Linked DNA regions of Mus musculus: region 2 is linked to region 1. Evidence: chromatin contacts called from public targeted proximity ligation data. All regions are on one chromosome and are shown on one strand. The core of a region is the stretch at or near the end of the contact, and the rest is flanking DNA. Distances in the headings are between cores, read along the strand shown. Region 1 holds the start of Syt7 (synaptotagmin VII). Region 2 holds the start of Fads3 (fatty acid desaturase 3).

Region 1 (5,814 bases), core at 1,406-3,905:
TAAGAGGTACTGGTTCCTGTGGGACCAGAGGGGAGATGAGGGACTGGTCTGAGTCTCACTGGGAATTAATTTGCATATCTCACTCCTACCTGGTGCCAGGCAAAAGGGAGGGGGACATAGGGACAGCAGAGTCTGGGAGACCTCGAGTAAGTTGCTAGGAATGGGATTCTGACATGGAACTACAGGGATTCTAAGGAGTGGATGGTTATACTAAGGGGCACAGAAGGCCCCAGAGATGCCAGAGGATCGGGATTCAAACATACCCTACCCGATCCAACCTATTTTTGGTTCCACCAGTCCAATGCCCACACCAGAGAGAAAAAAAAACCTCACCAGCTTCCTTCACAGTCAGAAACACTCTCACCACAAGCATGGGTGGGCCCTGCAGTTTCAAGGGACAAGATGGGCAAGCAAGAAAGGGAAGGTCCAGGGGGCTGAAAGCCTGTCAGAAGCAGCTACGGAATCCAGGCCCTTTGCCCGAAAGATGCTGAGCACATCAAGTTGGTCTCTGTGGAGACGGCAGAGGTGCTTGGAGGAATAGTACATCATGATGCCAAAGTATTAGAAGGAGAGCAGTGGGTGGGTGAGGGCATGGCCCAGGGCCGGTGACCTAGTCGCAATGGAGACCGTCCCCACTGCACCCCCCCCCCCCACTCCTGAGCTGGGCTTTGAACTCAACTGACAAGAAGCAAGCAAGAGGATGCCCCTAGTTCTCCCTAGGGAGAAATGTCAGGCTAGGTGACCTGTTCAGATGAAAAGGCCCCTCAAAGGTAATGTCCCTTCAGCCCACACCTAGAGGACATTTAGAGAAGGGCGTGAAGCTCCAGAGGAGACTGAGTCTCAGAGCCCAGTGCTGACTGAATACAGTGTCTGGCCCCCAGGAGGTCAACCTCAGTGGACTTGGACTGCCCCTGGGAAGAAGACAGCAAGTGTGGATTGGGCATAAATGGGCAAAGCCAGTGTCCGAAAGCTTCCTGTGCAGAGCTTCAAGGACTTGAGTCCCCTACTGTGGAGGGTTTCGACTTGGCCTTCTTCACAGCACCTGCCTCCCCCAGAGACCCTTGTAGGGGAAACCCAGAGACTCTTGTAGGAGTAGGTCTTAGGCTGGAGCTTTTAGCCTTGGAGAGCAGCCCAGAAACAGACCCCGGAGGGCAGGAGGCGTGAACTAGCAGGAGTGGGGGTAGGGGGGTCCTGCTGGGTTTAGAGAAGTATCCCAGGTGGGAGCTGGAACTGAGCCTGGACAGGAGCTGAAGGAGACCTGTCTACAGGTGGGCACTGCGTGGGGGAGGCGGCAGGAGCCAAGGAGGAAATGGCAGAGCAATCTCCAGAGGAAGAAGGAGAGATTCCTGGCTTAGGCTCCAAGGATGCTAGATGGAAGCTAAGCCGACAGTGGGCTCGCAGGCCACTCCCTTTCAGAAAGGCAAAGGGGTGCGGCCCCCTTCCCCCCTTCCCTGGTAGGACTGGAGTGAGTTTGGTATTCTTTGCGTCCCCCCTCCCCAAGCTTAGGAGAACACTGCCCGCCGCCCCCATTGTCATCCACTGCTGCGCTTTCTCTTCAGGTACCCCTGCCTCCCCCTTCACCGCTCCTGCGGTTCCCCACCTCCCAGAAGCCTCTATCCCCCGCCGCTGCACCAGATTCCCACTTGCCCCCTGGAGCCCTCTCAATTCACAGTTGGCACCGCAGATGACACTCCGCTCCTCTGTGCCCACATCTTGGCCCAAAGCTGCCAGGATCTTCTTTGCCCTGAGGTCCCCCAACACTGACATCCCCGGGGCACTGGTGCTGGGGAGCAGGGGGTACCTCTGAGGGCACTGCCCGGCTCCCACGGGGACAGCAGCTCCTCGCTCCGCCACACACGTTGTCCTTGGGCTGCTGGGGGTGGGGGGGGAGGTCTTTGTGGGGACACTGCGAAGTCGGCCCCGGGCATCCAGCCTATCAATGTCCCGACTGCGGGGTTTGAATAAGAGTCTCTGCCACTAGAACCCACGCCCCCGGGGCACGGATGACCCTGGTAGAAAGGGGTGCAATTCGTGCGGCTCCAGCCGACAGCAGCCCCAGGCTGGGGCTCCGAGACGGCGCCCAGGCGCTGCAGCCGTCCTACCCGCCGGTGCGGGGCGCCCCAGCCCGTGCGGGGTGCCCCAGCCCTCGCGGGGCCGCGCTTACCTGGGCTGGCCGCCTCCGGGTCCCGGTACATGGTCCCCTTCGTCGCCGGCTCCCTCCGGGCTCCTCAGAGCCGCCTGCGGCCGCGCGCTTCTCTGCCGCCGCTGCAGGGCATGGGGCCGGGCGACCCCCGGGGGCGGGTCCGAGGGCGGGGGCCGCGCGGGCTGCACCGAGCCGCGGAGCCGGGGAGCGGGGGCCGCCCGCCAGCCCTCCGGGCCGCCCGCGGAGCACGCTGCCGCCGCCGCCGAGCCGCGCGGAGCCTCCTCCCTCTGGCCTGCGCGCCGCGTGTGCGCGCCGGAGCGTGTGTGAGTGTGTACGAGGCGATGTGTGTGTGTGTGTGTATGTGTGTATGTATGTGTGTGCGTGCGTGTGTGAGTGAGTGAGTGTGTGTGTATGTGTGTGTGTATGTGTGTGTGAGAGAGAGAGCGAGAGAGTGTGTGCGCGCCCGGGGCACCGCCGGCGCCGCCCGCCCGCCGTGGAGCGCCACGGCCACTGCCGCTGCTGCGCCCACTGTCGGCCGCGCGCTGCACTGCAGCCCTAGACTGGCCGCCGCCGCCCGGAGCCGCCCCGAGGGCACGGCCGCCGCCCCGCGCACCCCAGGCGCTCACTGGGCCCCGCCTGGAAGGACGGCAGAGCTCCACCGCTATGCTCGTCTAGTTTACGGAAGACGCGATCCATTCGGCCCGTGCACCACGGGTGGCGGTGGTGTCTCACGCCACAGGGTCGCCCAGCTGGCCACCTCCTCCGAGGTGCCCTCTGACTCCGCTCCGAAAGGCGTGGAGATCCACCCCAGATTTTCCGCTCGGTGGCTACTCGAGGGCGTTAGCTCGGGACAAGGAACAGCGGAGGGCCAGAGAAGAAGGGTTGGTGGGTATCAAAACCAGGAGTGGAGTATGTTGCCAGCGCTGGGCCTCGGTCTGACGGGCTTGTCTTTCCTAGAGCTGGCCAGCTGCAGGAACGAATAGGACTAGAATCTCCATCTTCCGTGGGGTACTAAGTATCAAGAACCTTCCCACTTATTCCAGCTCCAAGAGAGAAGAAAGCAACCGTTTAGCCCCTATTCATTCCTTTTCCGACCCCATTCTTCCGGTCCTTTCCCTTGACCCAGGGCACCCTTGATAAGAACGAAAACCCCCCTTCTCCTGTCAACCTTGAGAATATCTTGGTGTGCTCTCTGCCCCTGTATCTTTTCAACATTGTCCAAATAGGAAAGACTCTGTTTTTCTCTACACAATAGAGATTGTTTGATTCTGGGGCAGGGAGGAGACTTTTAAGACCCACGACTGAAACATGGGGATAAAATACCATGCCGCCTTGCACACGTCTACACAGGTACTCACTTCCCTGCCCCCAACACTCTCAAGCATACAAACTACCTAGGTCATGAAAAGCAATAGACCCCTCCTACGGTGCATGTCTTGCCATACCCTATACTGAAAAGGTTGAATGGCTAAGACAGCACAATCTTTGGGTTACAAATGTCAGCATTCCTCCTTCCATGCAGTTCACAAGTGAACCAGGCTTTTCAACATTGAAGGTTTCTGCTCCTCAAAAGCCACCTATCTGGCTTTATACTGTGTGTATGGCTCGTGCCCTGCCATACCTCCACCTCCCACACAGTACAGGCAGCCAGCACCCATGGGGATGAACCTTTGTTCCAAAAGTCGCTCATTGTGCTCGTGCACACACACATACAAAACACACACACCATTTCTTGGAACTCACATAGAAACACACACACACACACACATATTCACCTCCACCCACAGCTTTTCCGGTTGAGAAATAGATAAGGAAAATTCCCCAGCAAAACTTCTCTAAGACGGTTCTGGTGAAGAACATACTTCCTGGGATTGAAGAGTCTAATAAAACGGAAGTGGGGAAAAGGCACGTGGACAGTTGGGTCTGTATTTCCCCAGTGGCCAGAAATCTCAGCCCTCACTCTGTGATCAAGGACTGCTCTGTCCCCCATTCATCATGCACCCAAGAATTCAGGAGCTAGCCACAGCCTGTTTGGGGGGCCTAGCAAACTCTAGGAAGCCAAGCTGGGGCTCTAGGGTCTCCAGTTTTCATTCATCCCTCCTCCTAAATCCAGCCGCCTCTCTCAGGGCAAGAGTGCCTCATCTACAGGGCACCATCAGTGGTATGCAGAAAGGGCCCTTCTGCAGGAACCATCCTACTCCAGATCCCTCCCACCCTGAGGGGGGGGGCAGCATACTCCCTTGCCATTGCAACCTGACAGGTCTTTTGCCGGGCAGCTAGAAGCTCCCAGTTTCTCAGAGCCGATGAAGAGGACATCAGAGAGATGACACAAGCCACCTCCTCAGGTGACAAATGGTGAAAATCAAGCCCCTAGAAGAGATCCCGGGAGCCCAATGCAGCCACGGAAGCTGCTTAGAGGATATGGAGAAATTCTTGGTTTAAATCCCAGCATTTTGCATGCCAGTCTGAGATCCATGGGTAGACCTTTCCATTTGCTCCCATCCCAGGACTTGCAGTGTCTCTTAAAAAAAAAAAATCAACTCCAACTCATTCTCTCTCAGCAGGTATGAGATAGCTATTACTCCCAAACTCAAGATGGACAGTCCCCCAGACATGCTAGATAAAACCTCATGAGATTGTTTTGTGCAAAACAAGGCTCCAGGGCATTGTGGGTTTTGATTTTTTTTTTTTTTTTTTTTTGAATACTGGGGATTGAGTCCAGTGCCTTATGCTTGCTAGGGAAGTACTCTGCTACATCTTCAAACCCCTAAGACTTTGAAAACCTCTTTCTTCTCCCCCTCAGGCACTTTGTTTAGGGGAAGCAGAGGCATTGGAAAGAAAGAAATAGAGATTCGTGTGGCTCTGCCATTGTATTTAGCCTGCACAGACACACGTTTTAAGGTCTTGGGTTCTTCATTCTATATCGAGGATAGCAATTCTTATTATTTGATTGCTGTAAGATTCAATATGCCGATACCATTAATAATATTTTAAGCATTGGTTTTATTCTTGATATTGATTTCTATTATTGTTGTTCATCCTTAAGAGAGATACTACACTGGGCAGTGGTGGCACCCGCCTTGAATCCTAGCACTTGGGAGGCAGAGGCAGGAGGATTTCTGAGTTCGAGGCTAGCCTGGTCTACAGAGTGAGTTACAGGACAGCCAGGGCTACACAGAGAAACCTTGTCTCGAAAAACCAAAGAGAGAGAGAGAGAGAGAGAGAGAGAGAGAGAGAGAGAGAGAGAGAGAGAGAGAAAGAGAGAGAAAGAGAGAGAGAGGGAGGGAGAGAGAGAGAGATACTAAATATTCTCCATTCTCATGCTTTGCTTGTTGAAGAAGTCATTTCAGAAGTCTAACCTCAAGCCATTCTGCTACATTTGAGGGCTACTCTCTCCTGTTGGAGCATCATGAGATCCCAGCCAACTGGGAGTTCCTGCCTTCTGAGCACTCACAAAGACTGGGAAGATGCAGGAAATGGACCTGAGTGAGAGCTCAGGTTTTTGGGCAAGGACCCAGGAGACTGAATTGCTCTCACCTTACCCTCAGGCCCTGGCTCTTAGAAGAAGTCCTGGGCCTCTGGAGAGGAACCTTCAGGAGAGGCCCTCTTCTTCCATGATGCTGCAGGCCCCTGTGTCCTGGGTTCCATGACGTGGCAGGAAGCAGTCACAG
Region 2 (5,814 bases), core at 1,403-3,902, 350 kb after region 1:
AATCCCACACCTGCCACTGTTTCAAGTTTCACTGTTTCTTTGAATCTCTTTTCTCATCTGTAAAGTGGGATAACAGTAGTAAACTGCCTCGCTGGTTGGTATCCTGAGGATTAAGAAACAGTATCAATAGCAAGCATTGATTTAGAATCTAGCACATAGTAGGTGGTTGGTATGTGACTCTCACATATTTATGACCAGCAGGGGCTAGACCTCTCTGGCTGCCTCTTCTCATCTCAGGGTTGCCTGTGACTCTTAGACAAACCTGGCCCAGGGCCCAGAGTACTCTCCCTAGGGCACAGGCTCTGTATCCCAGGATGGCCACAAGCTGACTTCATGGCACAAGAACTCTGGGAATTTCCTGGCAGGAAAGCTTCTGTTGCCTGGACATGAGAACAGCTGATGGGTGGCTGGGCTGATGCAAGTGGGCAGCCACATCTCACCCCTAACCTGAGCTTCAGATTCTGGGATGGGATACCTGGCATCTAGACTTGACCACATGGGGCACTGGATTGGTTCAACTCCTAGTATTCCTTGTGGGTCCATCACTGACAAAGGCTAGGGCCTTCTGAACCTAGACCCCTCCCGGCCCTGAGACCTGAGTACACCAGGTATTTTTAGCAACTCTACCCCAACGTCTGGGGCCTATAGCAATCTTTTCCTATTACTGGCAGGGTCAGAGACAAGCTCTCCCAGAAAAGGCTTGGGAGTGCTATGACTGTCCCACTGCACTCTCCAGTCTGCATACATATAGTCTAAAGAGCAGCTACTGAACAAACATCTACAACACAGCAGCATGGTGGAGAAGGTGTGGTCTTGCCCTTGGCTGGCTTGCTATATAGCCTAGCTCTCCCCACCCGTCCAATGACAAAGCTAAGGTTCAGAGGAATTACCTCTGAGTGCCTTCAATGGCAGAGCTAGAACCCTACTACAAGATGTAGAGTGATGTTTTCTTTACAGACCTTACTGGCTGTGAATCAAAATGGTGGCTGGAGCAAAACCATTAGATGGAGGTCTCGGGGCACTGAGCTAAATATAAAGTTAGAAATCCCATGTAGGAGGGGCCTCCTGGCTGGCCCTGAGCAAGAAAAAGCAGTCAGTGCTCTCTGTTGTCCTCCTCTCCTGCCCAGCATTCTGTCCTACGCTACAACACGATCCTCACAGGACTGCCAGGGCTCAGTGGGAGGGGCTGTGGCACCTCATGCCCATCATGCTCTGGTAGAAAGAAGGAAGGCTCACACACACACACACACACACACACACACACACACACACTGGCCCACAGGTTGATGATTTTCAGGAATTGTCTCATTCTTATCCCTCTCAGTTGCCTGGAGTGAATCCGGGAGGAGAGGGACAATGACAGTCCTGGGACACAGAGAACCTCCTCTGCTGCCACCAAGTTCTTCCACTAGAGAATCATTCCCTCCAGTCTTAAAGACCTTCCGGGTACCCAATGTGACTAACCTACAATTTTGGATAGTCGAGGGCAGAGCACCATGGCCTCAACCTTTGTCCATGGAGTGGGACTGAAGGAGGAAGGGTCTGGGAAATTGCTTCACCACTGGGCTCTAGCCAGATAGTCCTTCAGGCCAGTTCCATCCCTTCTTGTCTAGACACGGACTGAGAATGGGAAGCCAGAGTCCCCAGGGGCTAGTCGGTGACTGGGGTGACTGTGCTTCCCGTGGAGGCCCACCCAGCCTGGCAAAGTCTTCCCACGTGTAGCTGCCAGCCCAGCAGAGGTGAGTCACTGGCCCTCAGAACAGTCTACACAAGTGCTGGATAAGCCACAGACCTCCAGGCCCTGCCCAAGCTCTGCTGCCCAGCCCCCAGTTTCTGATGGCACGTCCCTATCGCTAGGGACCCAGCCCTGCCCCAGGCTCTTGGAAGCACCAGAAAATAGTCTGTGACACTCAGAGCAGAAAAGAAACCCTCAGTACAACAGTGAGGGTACTTACCTGGGGCAGAATCTGCCCCTCACGGCACACCCACCTCTGGGGGCCCATTCTTCCCTGAGATCTATTTATTCCACAGACTGACCCAAACAGCCCATCCTCCGTGAAAGAAAGAGACCTCCTTCCCTCAGGCTCCATCTCAACTCTGGAGCCAGGGAAGGGGTCAAAGGTCAGAAAGAGCAAAAAGGATGCTAAGGTCCGCAGGTGGAATGAGACGCCAAGCCTATGAACAACGTCTCCCTCTCCACCGCTAGTGCCAGGCTCCACCCCGCCGGCTGTGGGTTAGCTTACCGTGGCGTCCTCCGCACCGTGGTGGCCGATGAGGCGGCTACCCCCTGGGTGCCGCTGTGCCCAGCGGCTGATGTCGTAGACACGGCGCTCGATGACCAGCCACTTGTCGCCTGGTAGGTCATGCTGGCGGATCTGCTCCCAGCGGAAGATGGGTAGGGGCGCCCCCAGCGGTGCGGGCCCCTCCCGCGGCCCGGGTCCCCCTCCGGGCTCCCCGACACCGCCCATTGCCGCTGTACACAAGTCCTCCGGACCCCGGTACGTGACCAAGGTCTAAGAGAGACACTGAGGGAGGCGAGGTGGCAATCAGGGGTCTTCCTCCGCCCGCCCCACCGGCCCCGCCCTGCCGCTGCGGCCGCCGTAAGAGCGTGCGCCTGCCCGGCTCTCCGCGCAGGGAACTTTTCCCTCCCTTATAACCGCGCTGACAGCGCTCGCCTCGCCCGCCCCTCGTCCCGGCCCCCGCGCTGGCCAGTCCCGCTCTCGCTCCAATCCAGGCGCGGCGCCTCCACATCTATTGGCTGCCCGGGGAGGGCGGTGTCGCGAAGGGGCTTGCCCCACCCTCGAGGGCCTGGGGCCACCACGCCCGGCACTGCCCCCGGGGCACTGCCCCCCCCCCCCCCCAGTTTCTCGGACTCTCGGCTCAACTGAGAAGGCGGGGGATGGGGACCCAGCGCGCACGGGAGTCCTGCAGGCCGCTGCGCCCAGGCACACCCGCAGGGGCCCGAAATGAGCCCAAGTCTGAGCCCTGAAAGGCTGAGAAATGTAGTTAGGGACGTCACCGGTCTTTAACCAGGCATCCCAGGTAGCTAGAAATGAGGACACTACCTTGGGGTGACTGTCAACAGCCACCAAACAATGGACCTCATCCCCCAGTAAACCCTCAATATCCACGCGAGGAAGCCATCTAAAGCAATCTGCAGGAGCAGATGGCCTCTCCTCCTGGCTGTACGCAGGATTGGGGATGCCCAGGTTGGCCACTGGAGGAGGAGCAGAGGACACTGCTGCGTGGAGGTCTGCCGTTCAGGAGATGAAAGAATGGTCCAGTCTGCAATGGGTGGCTTGCTTGTCACCACCTCCCAGTTCTCCCCATTCATGGTGTCACATTTTTGACTTATTAAATTCAAATCCTCTTGAGAGTGTAACTACGTTCCCAATTGTACGATGTTTCTTTGAGACAGACATCAGTTCCTTAAAAGTTAAAAGCTTTCACAACTGGCAAACTTGAAGGTCCATCAGAATTTCCTTGAGGGCTAGTTAAAACAGACTCCCGCACACCACCCTAGTGTGACTCAGGGCAGAAAGGTGAGGCAGACCTGTTTGTTGGGAGCAAATCTTTTCAGAACCTTAAAGTGTATTTTTTCCAATGTGCAAACATTTCCTCTTGGTCTACCTAAGGATTTGTAGGTGACCTGACCTCTAAGGCACCCCTGTGGATAACAAAACCAACCTGTGTTTCTTGCCTACAAAAAACCAGTATATGCATGTAACCTTCACATATCCCCTCATACACTTTAAGTCAGCTCTGAATTCTTAATAATGTCTAATGTGATGTAAATGCTCTATAAATAATTGTTCACTGCATTGTTTAGGGAACAATAAGACTAAAAAAGGCTGAAAGCATTCACTCCAGATGCAACTATTACAGGCCTAAATACACAGGACAAGGAGGAAAGCAGAGGCGAGCAATACTCTAAAGAATGTTGGTTAGATACCTGGGACCTGTGAGATGAGGAGAGGTGACATCAGGGGCAGCCTACGTACACACTGCCTCCATGGAGAGTGAGGAGGGTGTCACAGTCCAGTCTTACATTTGGGAAACTTCCAGAATTCTTTTCTGAACATGTCCAATCTACTCCTGTTCCATCTTAGGCTGCAGAACTCAGAGAGAAGGAAAATCCATGACGTGTATCACAGGCAGACCAGAGCTTGAAGAAAGGAGCCTCTTGGTTCTCTCTAGTTTGAGGAACTCTTGCTTTGCTTAGCCAGGACCAACGAGCCCAAGATATTGCCACAAACAGGAGCTGTTCAATCCCTTTCTATGAAGGCTCTTCAAAATCCTGGAACATGTTTTCTTCTTCACACCTGGGGATACAGGAGCCCTGGCCAAAGAGGATGGCAGGTACTGCTGCCCCCACATGGTCACAGTGAGGACTGGGATAGAGAAAGCCTATGCTTCCCAGGGAATACACCTATTGTATCCAAACTTGGATGCTCATAGGGTGTGGCCTTGATTCATTCTCACACCTCTCGCTCAGTAAGATGTGGCTGGCTCAAGAGCCATTCAAGGGCTCCTTCCCTGGGATCTTGGCCTCAGGTATGGGAGGCAGTTAGGGGTGGACACCAAAGTGGAGGCTGGGCAGACTTGGGAGATAAACCAAGGATAGGCCCTAACTATGCTGCCTTCTCTGGCCATTTCAGTCCAGCATGGAGTCTACAGGTGGTAGACTTTCCACCTGTATCTAGATGTGTGTTTCCATAAAGCATAAACTATGAGTAACTTCTCTCCACTTCCCACACAAAGAGCTTCCCACTTTAGTTCTCTGTAGGTCTTAGGGTCATCTCTAGATGTCTCTCTCTCTCTCCCCCCCCCCCCCATCTCTGACCCCAGAGAACTTGCAACTTGTAGGGAGTCAGAGGAACTTGAGTCTCCATTGTCCATCCCCAAATCCCCAAAGCTGGGCAGCTGAGGCCTCTCAGACCACTTGGAAAGGGAGAGGCATCACTCGACATTCCTGAGCTGCCATTGGATCACTGCCAGGGTGTGCGAGTGTAGGAGGCAGAGGGAAGCCAGCCAAATGAAGTGCTTTGGGGCAGGGGGCGAGCTTGAGGTTTGAGAGTCCCCTGGAATGCCTTGAATACAGCCCCTTACCTCTGTCCCAGCTGGATTCTTTACTGTTGTAAGCTTCCACCCAGGCCTCTGGTTGGATGCCTTGAAATCACCACCCCCTACAGAGCCACCAGCTACTGTCCTGGAGCCAAGATATGTTTGTACAGTGCCAGGGAGGCTCAACAAGCTGGATATGCAAGCAGTGGCTTTAGGAAAAAGCTCTGAAGCCACCAAGAAAGAGCAGTCCTGGAGCTCAGGCAGCAAAAGCACAAAAAAAAAAGGGGGGGGGGCACAAGTCAGAGCTCTAGGGTTTGGCTTGAGTCACAGACCTTATCATGAGCTTGGTTATTAGTCCGGGGTACAACTCTTCTGAGAAAGGAGGGGCAGAGGCCATGGGCACCACAGGATTATGTAAAGGCTATTTGAAACTATTTAGGCCAGCAACGACAAGCCTATCGGCAACTATGGTGGAACACAGACCCTTGGTAAGAGCAGGACACACAGAAATGTGCAGTGAAGGTGAGAAGACTGTAAAGCACTACTCAGGACACAGATCAAAGTCCAGGGAGCAAATACCTCATGTCTCTTAGAATAGTTACTACCAAAACCAGTAAAACAATTTTGGCCAGGAGGCAGAAAAGTTGGAACCCTGGAGTATTGTTGGTAGAACTATAAAATGGTATAGCCATCATGGAAAAAGTACGGAGGGTCCTCTAAAAATACAAAAACAAGAACAAAAAAAATCCC

Evidence for each region.
Region 2: a targeted proximity ligation map of pancreatic cancer cells shows a contact between it and region 1. A contact is called at or near these places in 2 of 39 promoter capture datasets (cranial neural crest and stem cell-derived epiblast-like cells) and 1 of 130 datasets of targeted methods (pancreatic cancer cells).

What each region holds. Positions count from the first base shown.
Region 1 is chr19:10,385,864-10,391,677 of GRCm38.p6, reverse strand. It overlaps Syt7 (synaptotagmin VII), which reads right to left and starts at 2,655. Exons shown (of 12, transcript NM_001373944.1): 1 at 2,165-2,655. The coding sequence starts at 2,195.
Region 2 is chr19:10,038,386-10,044,199 of GRCm38.p6, reverse strand. Fads3 (fatty acid desaturase 3) reads right to left here and starts at 2,652. Exons shown (of 12, transcript NM_021890.3): 1 at 2,244-2,652. The coding sequence starts at 2,468.